Regions from separate parts of the Mus musculus genome. Here region 2 is linked to region 1. A link is a contact called in public promoter capture Hi-C data. All regions are on one chromosome and are shown on one strand. Each heading gives the region's core, a stretch centred on a gene start, on an enhancer-like site or on the middle of the called end of the contact. The rest is flanking DNA. Distances are from core to core; before and after follow the strand shown.

The links. Promoter capture Hi-C pulls out the DNA fragments that hold promoters and counts their contacts.
Region 2: a promoter capture Hi-C map of liver shows a contact between it and region 1, with 6 times the contacts expected there. The contact joins the enhancer-like site here to the promoter of Pgm1 in region 1. A contact is called at or near these places in 13 of 39 promoter capture datasets (the 3T3-L1 cell line, 3T3-L1-derived adipocytes, the C10 cell line and 8 more), 2 of 15 datasets of contacts at CTCF or cohesin (pro-B cells and stem cell-derived epiblast-like cells), 5 of 484 Hi-C or Micro-C datasets (cerebral cortex, muscle stem cells, nephron progenitors and 2 more), 11 of 115 datasets of contacts at active chromatin or transcription factors (bone marrow-derived macrophages, craniofacial prominence, embryonic basal ganglia and 8 more) and 3 of 9 other capture datasets (adipose tissue, embryonic tail and liver).

Annotation. Positions count from the first base shown.
Region 1 is chr4:99,925,579-99,930,938 of GRCm38.p6, forward strand. Pgm1 (phosphoglucomutase 1) reads left to right here and starts at 3,873. Exons shown (of 11, transcript NM_028132.3): 1 at 3,873-4,233. The coding sequence starts at 3,988. BC062258 (a long non-coding RNA gene) reads left to right here and starts at 4,240. Exons shown (of 2, transcript XR_003955079.1): 1 at 4,240-4,436; 2 at 5,067-5,360.
Region 2 is chr4:100,535,454-100,541,254 of GRCm38.p6, forward strand. The region is part of intron 8 of Ube2u (ubiquitin-conjugating enzyme E2U (putative)); the gene reads left to right. Among named protein-coding and RNA genes, the nearest start is that of Ube2uos, 10 kb to the left of the region's middle. Within about 2 kb of position 4,173, at least 7 of the 459 cell types and tissues checked have an H3K27ac peak or open chromatin away from gene starts, as enhancers often do. A contact at or near this core is called in liver, where this site is marked.

The DNA.
Region 1 (5,360 bases), core at 2,623-5,122:
AGCTCAAAATCTATCAATCCCTGGACTCATCCCAAGCTCAGCACTTGAAGTCCCACCTATCCCCACCCTGGAAATACACACTCTGGAAAATTCTGGCCCCCAAGAAACCCTCTATAAAGCCAGCTTCCTGCTCAGTTCTTTGCTATTTCTCTTCCGAGCAGAGGCAGCCACCCTCTTGTGTCTTTCCCAATAAATCTCTGTGTGGGGTGTTGTGCAGTGTGACTTTGGGGTACTCCTTGGCCCCAGACTACCAGGGTACCTTTCCCTTCAGAGCTGAAACACTTCCACTGGGGAACCCGTTCCCCTCAGAGCTGTAACACAGGATCTGTACTATGGTCTGTCACGGGCTCCCCATCTAGGGTGAGTAGACATGTGTGTTGCCTCTCTCCAACAGCTCTTTGCCCATCTTTGCCTGAGCATTTACTGGCATGGTCTAGTACGGGCAACTGTAGCTATTGAGATTTCGTGATACAGGTCACACAGACTGGTATGTATGTATGTATGTATGTATGTATGTATGTATGTATGTATGTATGTATGTATGTTTTGCCCTGGGGCCAAGCCTGATAACCCGAGTTCTACCCCTAGAACTCATGCTGGAAGGAGAGAACAATCTTCTGCAGGGTGTTCTCAGGCTGCAGTGCTGGAGTGTGCGCACCTTACACACAAGTCAGTTTTAGAATAAGTCAGATTTGATCCTGAGGACAGTGTAGCCAAGTGGAGTGGATTACAGCTTCCAAAGAAGTAGGGGTCTCAGCTCCACAGATGCCAGGAAAACAGTGTTCTTAGCAATCTCAAGAGATGTGTCCAAAGCACTCAGCTCAAAACAGTTCTAAATTGTAGTTTATTGTTGCCAGAGTAGTTCACCAAGCAGTTCTTTCTCTAAGAAAGAAGCAAAAGCCTGCTCGCCTTATAAAGCCCAGGCTCCCTCCACAGTGCTGTCGCACATCAGCATCCTTCCATGGCAAGCACAGCTCTGTAAGCTGCCTGTAGCTGGTAGGTTTTGTTGACTCATGATGACAAGGACTTTCTGTGCTGGTTATGACTGGAGATAGTAGTGGTTGAGGGCAATCAGGATGAGTGCAGTTTGCAATACACGGCTACATGGCTACAGGCGATTGGACTTTGGGTATTTAGACTGTGGCATCTATGTTGATTTACCTTTAACACTTTGCCCAGCCCAGTCAAGACCATGATTTCAATCGTTTTACATATGCTGAGAATGTGGAACACAGCCAAATGTGGCAGAGTTCTGACTTAAAGAGTTTTGAGGTAATAAATGGGCACTTTCAATCACCGTGTGTGTGTGTGTGTGTGTGTGTGTGTGTGTGTGTGTGTGTGTGTGTGTGTGTGTGTTATTTTGGTACATAGCACTGGAAAAGTAATTCGAAGGGATTACATAAATGATTGCTAGGATCATAGGGGCTGTAAAGGAGACGCTGGATCTAGCCAAGATTGGCTGAGTCTTGCTCAGATCCGCATAATGGCTCAGTTAACCTGTAGGGTAAAAAACTCCAAGCTCACTTCTGGGTTTTCAAAACCCACCAATCCCTGGGCTCACTCCAAGCTCAGGACTTGAAATCTCAGCAATCCCCCTCCGCCCTGGAAATCTCCAACCTGGTAAACCCTGCCCCCAAAAAACCCCATACAAGAAGCCTGCCTCTGCTCAGTTCTCTGCTGCTTCTTGCCTGAGCACAGGCAGTCAGTCACCCTTTCGTGTCTTTCCCCGTGTATCTCTTGTGTGAGGTTTGTTGTGCAGTGTGACTCTGGTATTCCTTGGCTCCTGACTGCCAGGATACCTTCCCTTCAGAGCTGTAACACTTGAATTGGGGCAGTCTTTCCCCTTAGGGCTGTAACACTTGCATAAACAACAGCCCGAGGGATAATGCATGGAGGATGTATTAAGCTAATAAGTTTTAGATGGATTTGCTATGTGGCTGAAGCTAACTGCTGCATGTTCTGAGGTGAGAGAAGTACAGATCCAGTCTTAAGTGAACAGCTTCATCATACTTCCATAGACAGTTAAGACCTCGGGAAGGGCATGCATGGGTTCCGAGTCTGAGCCCAGCACTTTGTGTGATACCATTTGTTGAGTACTTTTTATTAGTACCTAGGTGAAAGCACTAATGTAAACTATATAAATCTAAAGTGGATGTTTGTAAGACTTGGAGGATTCTATGCTATATTTTCATTTTTGAGTTAGGTAATCTCAGTCACACTCACTATTCTACCTTTAACTAATTTTCTCACCTAATGAGTTTGAAAACACAACTTACTTTACAAAAATATGACTATAAGCTGTAAATTCTTAGGAAAATATTAGAAATTATGAGCAGCTGTCAGTTTCCACATAGCTACCACAGAAGCTCAATGACAGTGATTATAACCAGCTATGCTGTATACACATAAACTTCATATCCATATACCTATTAGCATTTGTTCTGAGGCAGAACTTACATATGTCAGCCAACCTCCCTGCTTGATCAAGAGACACCAATTAGCCACTGTGAAAGTATGAGTACAAGCTCAGTTCATGGGTTATCAGTATGTTCTAGTACTGCAACTGGAGAGAGGAGCTGATAATTTTAGGCTTGATAGGTTTTAAGTACAGTCTGATGACTGCATCAACTAATACTGATTTCACGTGGACTGTACTAAGCTGGGGTCATTTCAAGTCTGTATAGGTCTATGCCTCTATGGAATGTTTCTCTCTCTCTCTCTTTCCCTCTCTCTCTCTCTCTTTCTTTCTCTCTCTCTCTCTCTCTCTGGGTGTGTGTGTGTGTAGGAATACAGGCACAGTCATCATCACCACAACCTCTTTCTTGCAGAAATCCTTTTTGAAAGGTTTTACATTTGTTTAAGATGGACACTCACAGACTTAACTTTCTTAAAGGTATTTGTTTTCTTGGTATACTAAAATGACACATTTGTCAAGCAGAGACTCTTAACAAAAAAACAAAAACAAAAACAAAAAAAAACTAAGAAAGGCAGAAGAAAATATTCCTACCGAATAATCAAATCCTTTTTGACTGCCTTAGCTCTTGCTGTTTTCACAATCACTGGGTCCGCTGTCACAGTAATCCTTTGACGCCTTATAGCTGTATCTATGTTTATCTAGGCTGCCTTCAAAGTTTCCATTTCCTAGTTGTCAAACGTGATGGATGACAGACAGGCCAACCCTGGTAAGAGCCTGCCTGGCTTGTTCAGACCCAAACTGAGCTGAACTTCCTCAAGTGATGAAGGATTTTGTTTTGTTTTTCGAGACAGGGTTTCTCTGTGTAGCCCTGGCTTTCCTGGAACTCACTCTATAGACCAGGCTGGCCTCGAACTCAGAAATCTGCCTGCCTCTGCCTCCCAAGTGATGGGATTAAAGGCATGTGCCACCACCGCCCGGCGAGGAAGGATTTTATTATCGGAATTTCTCAGTGTTGTGAGCAGAAGCACGGAAAAATAAAACCCGTACTTTTGGAAGATCTAGAAACTATACACTAAACAAATCAGTTCTTCGGATATCCACAATCACTAATGAAGTAGCATGTGGCCCACAGCAAACACATAAAAAGTAGAAAGCTGAATATAACTTTGGGGTTGAGCCTGTCCTTGCAGAAAAAAAAAAAGTCGGAGGATGGCTTTTCTGTCTTTTAGACCAGCTTCTGGAATGTATACGTGACACTCTAGTCCAATCACAGTAACGTGCTGAACTCTTCGTCCTTGCACTATGATCGATAGATGAAGCTCTGCTCTCCAGTTAAAGAGCTAGTTTCTTTATATAGACCATTGGCTCAGGTAGAGATGTGTCAGTCGGGGAGACTCCGCCCCTCTCGACCCCGTGACCCGTCCCTCTTCCCAGGCAGCCGGACTTTGGCGAAGTGGGCGGGCCGTGGGCAGGCCCTGGGCCATCGTTTCCAGGGCAAGAGCAGAGCGGACCCTGAGCCCTCTGCAGCAGCCAGAGCCGCAGCCACTGTCGCCTCGCAGCCAACCGCCACCATGGTGAAGATCGTGACAGTGAAGACGCAGGCATATCCGGATCAGAAGCCGGGCACCAGCGGATTGCGGAAGCGAGTGAAGGTTTTCCAGAGCAACGCCAACTATGCGGAGAATTTCATCCAGAGCATCGTCTCTACCGTGGAGCCGGCGCTGAGGCAGGAGGCCACGCTGGTTGTGGGCGGGGACGGCCGCTTCTACATGACCGAGGCCATCCAGCTCATCGTACGCATCGCTGCAGCCAACGGGGTAAGGGACGCGCGGGCCGGGCTGAGCGTGTGCTACGTGCGGGCTTCTCTGGGCCGGCGCTTCCGTGCGCGCCACCATCCCGTCCCCGCCCCGCGCACGCTCCCTTGACCTTGGCAGTACCCCCGCCCCCACACCCCTATTCGGCTTCCCGTCCACCCCATCCCCCCACACCCCACGTTTCGCAATGGCTATGCCGGGGAAAGGTGAGCCCGCCGTGCAGACCCTGCGTGGCGCTGTGCTATTCTGGTCTGGGATTGGGGCACCTCCCGCTGACTCGAGGCCAGGTGTTGGGAGGGCCGGGGTGACCGGAGCACTCATCCCCCTGGGGCGTTAAGCCAGCGATCTGGGCCCGCAGGTGCCAAGCCTCTCTCCCTGCCCTCTGGTTGGCTTGGGAAAGGCGCTTCCTCCCCTGCCGGGCCTGCTGCCTGGGTTCAGGCTTTTGAAAAGTCCAGTCTCTGCTGGACCTGTTCCACCAAGGGGGCTGGACCTGAATTTTCATTAAAGCAATAACAATATACCCAAGGGCTCTCTTATGCAAGCTGTCCTGACAGGCCAGGAAATTAATGCAACGCCCCCAGTTCCGCCCCCTGGTTAAGAAGGTTAACTGTCTTAATTGAGCAGGTCCACTAGAGAGGTGAAACTTTTTTTTCTCCTATAAATCTGATGATTTGTAAATGTGGATTTGGAATTGGTTATTTGTTTCTACAAGATACTTTAAAAGAAGTTTTAAGGAACACGTTTTCTTTGTATATTTACAATAACATTGGACTTTCTCTCAGCTCCTCTGGGGCCCATTCCCTTCAACAATAACTTGTATTTCAACTTATTTCAAGCTGCCTTGCCAAGCACCGTGACAAACATTTCACTGGTGTGTCTCAAGAACCCTCTTGAAGCCCTATAAGGAAGACGCTATTATGGGTACTTTAAAGTCACCGAGGAGAGTACTAAAAAGCCTGGGCAGGTTAAAGAATTTACCAAAACTATAACGGGAACATTGAATCCAGCACGGACCTTCCGGTACCACTTGAGTGGCTTCTGAAAATCGAGGGACTCATAAATTGCAAGACCTTCTTTTTCCAGTTTTCAAGATCTAAACTGAGCTCTGTATGTAGACTTTCCTGGATGGG
Region 2 (5,801 bases), core at 2,923-5,422, 610 kb after region 1:
CCATTATGTCTGCAGTTTCCCCTCTCTACTCCACTTCTCTTCAGCCTGCACAGCATCCCACAAGGGTGGCGTGAATCCAGCTGACATCTCTCCATAGGAAACTGTCCCTTACATGCTCGGATGTCTCAGCTCCCCATCACCTGTCTGATAGTGTACTGATTCTGTCTCTGTTGGGGCCCTTGCTATTCAGACATTGTTATAAGGAAGTACCCAGAATTGGGGCATTGGAATAAGCATCCCTGCCGCACAGCATGTAGTAGGTACTCAGTTAATTTTGTTGAAAAAAATGCATATGTATCTTGTCTCACCATTTAATATTAGAATTAAATAAAATTAATTGTAGAAAAAAACTGAAATTTAAGATCTGTCATGTAGATAGAAACCATGGTTCTGTTAGGGGAGTTCTAGGGTATAATCTATAAACAGAGTTTTAAAACTGAAAATATGCCTGTCATAAATATTTTATGCAAATTCTAAACTCTTACATGTATTTTGGTTAGTTAATATATACTCATTATCGCAATCAGCTCATAAATATTCACTAATTAATCATGTAATTTGGTGTTCATTTCTAAAGCCTTTTTAAAAACACTACCTTGACAGTTCATTTAAATATTCATAAATGCTTTATTTCTAAGACATGGAAAAGAAAATGAATCTAACATCCAATCTGTGGTTTGTACTTATTTTCTCAAGAGAAATAGTGAATGCATAAAATCAATAGTAACAAAGACTGTTCTTTAGAGTGTTCTTGTTATGCACGTGTAACACTGCTGTATGCTCCAGTGAATGAGTGCCACTGTATCATTACAATGCATCTAGCAACAGAAACAATCCCTATGCAGAGTCTAAGCTCTGACAGCCAGCAAGTTATCTAAGTTATTAATTCTGGTAGAGTTTTACCTTCAGCATATAGTCTCTTAAAAGGATGTTGTTCCTCTGCACACACAGCAGATTGCTACAGACTGAATCTTTCCTGTTCCCCAAAGATCATGAGTCCCACTTGGTTTTTGGTCAACATGATACCAACTAGAGTCATCTGGGAAGAGAAACTTCCATTGGGAAAATGCCCCCATCAGGTTGCCCGTCAGTACGTCCTTGATAGCTAATTATTAGAAGAGGGCCTGCAGGGATGGTACCAACCCTGGGCAGGTGGCACCAACCCTGGGCAGGTGGCACCAACCCTGGGCAGGTGGCCCTGGGTGAAAAAACAAAGCAGCTTGGCAATTCCGGAAGCAGTGTTCCTTCATGGCTTGTTCCTTCATGTTCCTTCAGTTTGTCTCCAGGTTCCTGCCCTGAGTTCCTGCTTTCCCTTCTCCTGATGATAGACTGTAACTTGTAAGCCAAACAAACCCTCTCCTCTGCAGGTTGCTTTTGGTCATGGTATTTTACCACAGCAACAGTAAAGCAACCAGTAGACCAAGCTACGGGCATGGTCTGTGGTGCTACCAGGAGTTGGTGGGATCTTCAGGAGGTAGGGTCTTGTAAAGGGAAGTTACATCATTGAGGCATGCTTTTGGGGGAGCACTGATACCCCAGTCCATCCTTCTTTTTGTTCTCTGACCACCATGAAGTATGAAGCTTTGCTTTATTATTATAATGCCCCGCCTTGTCAAAGACTCAAAGTGATGGGACCCACCAACCATAGACTGAAATCACGACCCACAAAAAAACCTTTTTTTCTTTTTAGGTTGATAATCTCAGGTGATTTGTTCCAGCGACATAAGCTAAGAAAGAGGTATAGAAGGGGCAGGAAGTAGCTTGGGGGATTACTGTTCACTCACTAGGCACGCCCCCCTCATGCCCAACGTTGTATCGGAGTTGGCAGGCAGAGCTCAAGTGTAGCACACAAAGATGCATCAGCATCCTACAGAGCCACAGCTGACACGCTCCACATCCATCACCCAGTGATCACCCAGTGCACAGCATCCAGCCCAGGCTCCTCACCTCCACTGTCACCTGAGTCACCAGTTCAAGAGCTTTCTCTAATTTACCAGTTTTTTAAAAAATAAGGCACAGAGATCAATCAAATTGTGTTTATAAGTACAAACCTTATTTGAAATTTAAAACATGTACTTCCTAAAGATATAAAGTTTCAGTAAGTATACATACCCTGACTGTGTACAGGCAAGAGCAAATTACGTCCACCATTAAGGAAAGGGACTGCATGTGTGTACCAACTTCAGCATTTACTCTTCATCTCACTGGAGTCTATTGAAAAGGAGGTGAATACCTGTAGAGGGTCAAATATCACTGTAAACCTTTCTTGTATTTACAGAGCCCACTCTGGACTCAGCCGTCTTGTATTTTGATTTATGGAGTTAGTATGTATTATGCTTACATATGATTTTAACTGGTTGTGGTTTTTTCTTGTCTTTTCTTTTTTTTTTTTATTTTTTATTTTTTGGTTGTCTGTATTTAAACACATAAAACACAAATCATCTTTCTCTTGGAATAGCTGATTCCCTTTCCCTCCAGTTACATAGAAACACATTCATTTAACACACTTCATGTATGTTTGTGCTGTCCTTTCAGAGTGATTTGGTTTAAATATCATTCTTGCCGGTTTACGTAATTACAGAGATGTATTTTTAAGAAAAAGCAAGCCTTTTTATTCCCCAAAGATTAGCCCTCGAGTGCCATCTTGTGGTTAAAGAGAGAATTGGCATCAGTGCTGACAAATGCTTACATTCTAAAATGTAGATAAGGAAAAAAAAATAGAATCAAGAAAAAGAAAAAGAAAAAGAAAAAGAAAGTTTGAAAAACTGAGTTCTCCAGGCATAGTGGCATACATGCACAGTTCCTGAACTTGGGACATGGGGACAGGAGAGTCAAGAATTCAAGGCACCAGTGTCAGCTCTTCCTGAGGTAGAATCATGTGCTGCAAAACCCAAGTGGCAGGACACTTCCCTAGCATTCCCAAGGCCTGGGTGTGGCCTACAGGCCACAAAACAAAGAGAGGCGAAGAGAAGGGAAGAGGGGCGAAGAGGGGGGAAGAGAGGGGAGGAGGGGGGAAAAGGGGGGAAGAGAGGTGAAAAGGGGGGAAGAGGGAGGAGAGGGGGGAAAGAGGGGAAGAGAGGCGAAGAGGGGGAGGAGGGGGGAAAGGGGGGAAGAGGGAGGAAGAGAGGCGAAGAGGGGGAAGAGGGGAGGGGGGAAGAGGGGGAAGAGAGGGGAAGAGGGGGAAGAGAGGCGAAGAGTGGGGGAAGAGGAGGGGAAGAGAGGGGAAGAGAGGGGAAGAGAGGGGAAGAGGGGGGAAGAGGGGGGAAGAGGGGGGAAGAGGGGGGAATAGGGGGAAGGGGGAAGAGGGGGGAAGAGGGGGGAAGAGGGGGGAGGAGGGGGGAAAAGAGGGGAAGAGAGGCGAAGAGGGGGGAAGAGGGGGGAGAGGGGGCGAAAGAGGGGAAGAGAGGCGAAGAGGGGGAGGAGGGGGGAAAGGGGGGAAGAGGGAGGAAGAGAGGCGAAGAGGGGGAAGAGGGGAGGGGGGGAAGAGGGGGAAGAGAGGGGAAGAGAGGGGAAGAGAGGGGAAGAGAGGGGAAGAGGGGGGAAGAAGAGGAGAGGGAAAGAGAGGGGAAGAGGGGGGAAGAGGGGGGAAGAAGGAGAGGGCAAGAGAGGGCAAGAGAGGGCAAGAGAGGGCAAGAGAGGGCAAGAGGAAAACCTTCCCTCCCAGGCCAGTACTTTCTCTCTCTTAGAGACACTTTGTGCCCAGTGCTCTAATCCTCCTTCCCTCTATCTACTTCTGACACCTGATGGTGTTCAACCATCCCCAATTCCTTCAGCTTGTCTGTGAAACTGTCCAGGAAATTGGAAAGTATCGGCATGTTGTAAAACTGTAGAAAAGGATTTAAAATATATAAAGCTTAAGCTGTCTGAGGTTGTACTTTTCCTAACAGCTGAGGTTTGAATCTTGGCCTGCAGTACCACAGCCAGGTACCAGAGCAGACTCTGAGGGCCCCAGGCAGGGTTACAGCTGGGAGAAGGTGTGATCCCAAAAAGATGGAGGCAGAAGTGGACTGCAGCAGGCTTTGTCTAGCCTGTGAGAGTGTTCCATTTCAGAAGAGGGCTGCTGCTCTCCTCTGTGCCATGCGTTTCTGAAGATAAACATATCCAGTTCTGTAAATATCTTGTAATAGACTTGATTTCTTTCTGGTCTTGTGGCAGTAACTGGTTTCACCACTTTCCTGTGGCTTTGTGGTTGTGGCAGAGGATTTGGTAGACTTTGACCCCAAACAGCACAGCTCTTCTTAGAGCCGCATATGAGGTTCAAGGTTCGTCTGCTCCTGTTTGATTCTGCTCCATCTGAAGTGCTCTGGCCTGTGCTGGTCTCTCTCCTTTCCTTCCCCCTCCCTCACACCTTCCTTTTTTCCCTCCCACTCCCTGAGATGCAAGGAAGGAAGATTCTGTTCCTTTATTAAATTAAATTTTAGCAGAATATTAAATTATATTTTAGTAGAAGAATGAGAAAGAAGACAAGAGATCTCATTACGGCATGTTACCAAAAGTCAAGGTATTTATGAAAGGACAAAATAATTTCATGATTCCCTCTATGAGCATAAACCTACTTTTCAGGAGCTTGTTGCAATTTGTGGTGATCCTGAAATTGTGTAAGAATCCTTAAATAAGCAATTATTAAGAGTTTTTCCTTTTTATGATATTTTGTGCCATTGTGATCTAATCTGTATTTTTTGAGTAACGGCAAACATTTCGTTTTTATAATTTGGCTCAGAAACGCTGTCATTGGCGCAGGCTGCCCTTGGCCTATCTGGGTCTGACCTTGCTCCCTTGTTTCTCCGGCCTCTGCTCCCCAAGTGCTGCCCCACGGTACAGCTGCAGATGGTTAAATCAAGGAGCAATGGCAGCCAATGAACAAGCCTGACAACCTCAGCTCCATCCCTGGGCTCCATGAAAGCAACCTCATTCACATAAGCTTGAGTGGAGAGACCTTATGATACAAGAAATACTGGATGGCTGGATCCATTAGCACATGCCTATCTATAATCCCAGAATTTGAGAAGTGGAGGCACAAAGATCAGGAGTTCAAGGTCATTCACAGGCACAGAAAGTTCAAAGCCAGCCTGGGCTCCATCAATCAGACCTTGTCAGAGGGAGAGAATGAACATCGGCTAGATTTAAGAAAGGCCATGTCTAGTCCCCAAGAAACGCCTATCCCAGAACCTCGAGAACCTAAAATGAGCCATGGAAGGTTTAAGCTGAGTCAAAGGCATTGGATTACATGTCAGAGCAAAGCACAACCACATCTAAAGGAAGAGAGGAATGCTCAGAAAACTCCTCCCATACCAAAGGACTGGTTAGGAACCTGAGCAGGAGATTGGAACCCAGAGCAGATGCCACTGACACACTGATGTAGTTAACAGACATGTTAACACGCACATCTGGACACAGACGGCCATCTCAGACAGACGCAGGAATCCATCGGAGGTTGTATTTTGTCTCAAGTGCTTTGCCTGGGCGTTTGTAGTTGTAGCTTTACTGATCCGTTGCTTATGTGTTATGATTTCTGGTTTTGTGGTTTTCTGAGTTTCCAGTGCATGTGTACGTACTTCTCATGATTTTTCTTTGTTTCTTTTTTTTTCTCTGTGTTTGTTTTTGTTCTATTCTGTTTTGTTTTCTTATTTGCCTGGGGTTTTTTTTTTTTTTTTTTTTTTTTTTGAGACAGAGAGAGACTGAGAGACAGAGAGACAGAGAGACAGAGAGAGGTAGAGCTAAATAGGTGGGAAGGTGGGAAGGACCTAGGAAGATGAGAAAGGAGAAACCATAATCAGAATGTTATATGGGGGGGGGGGGTG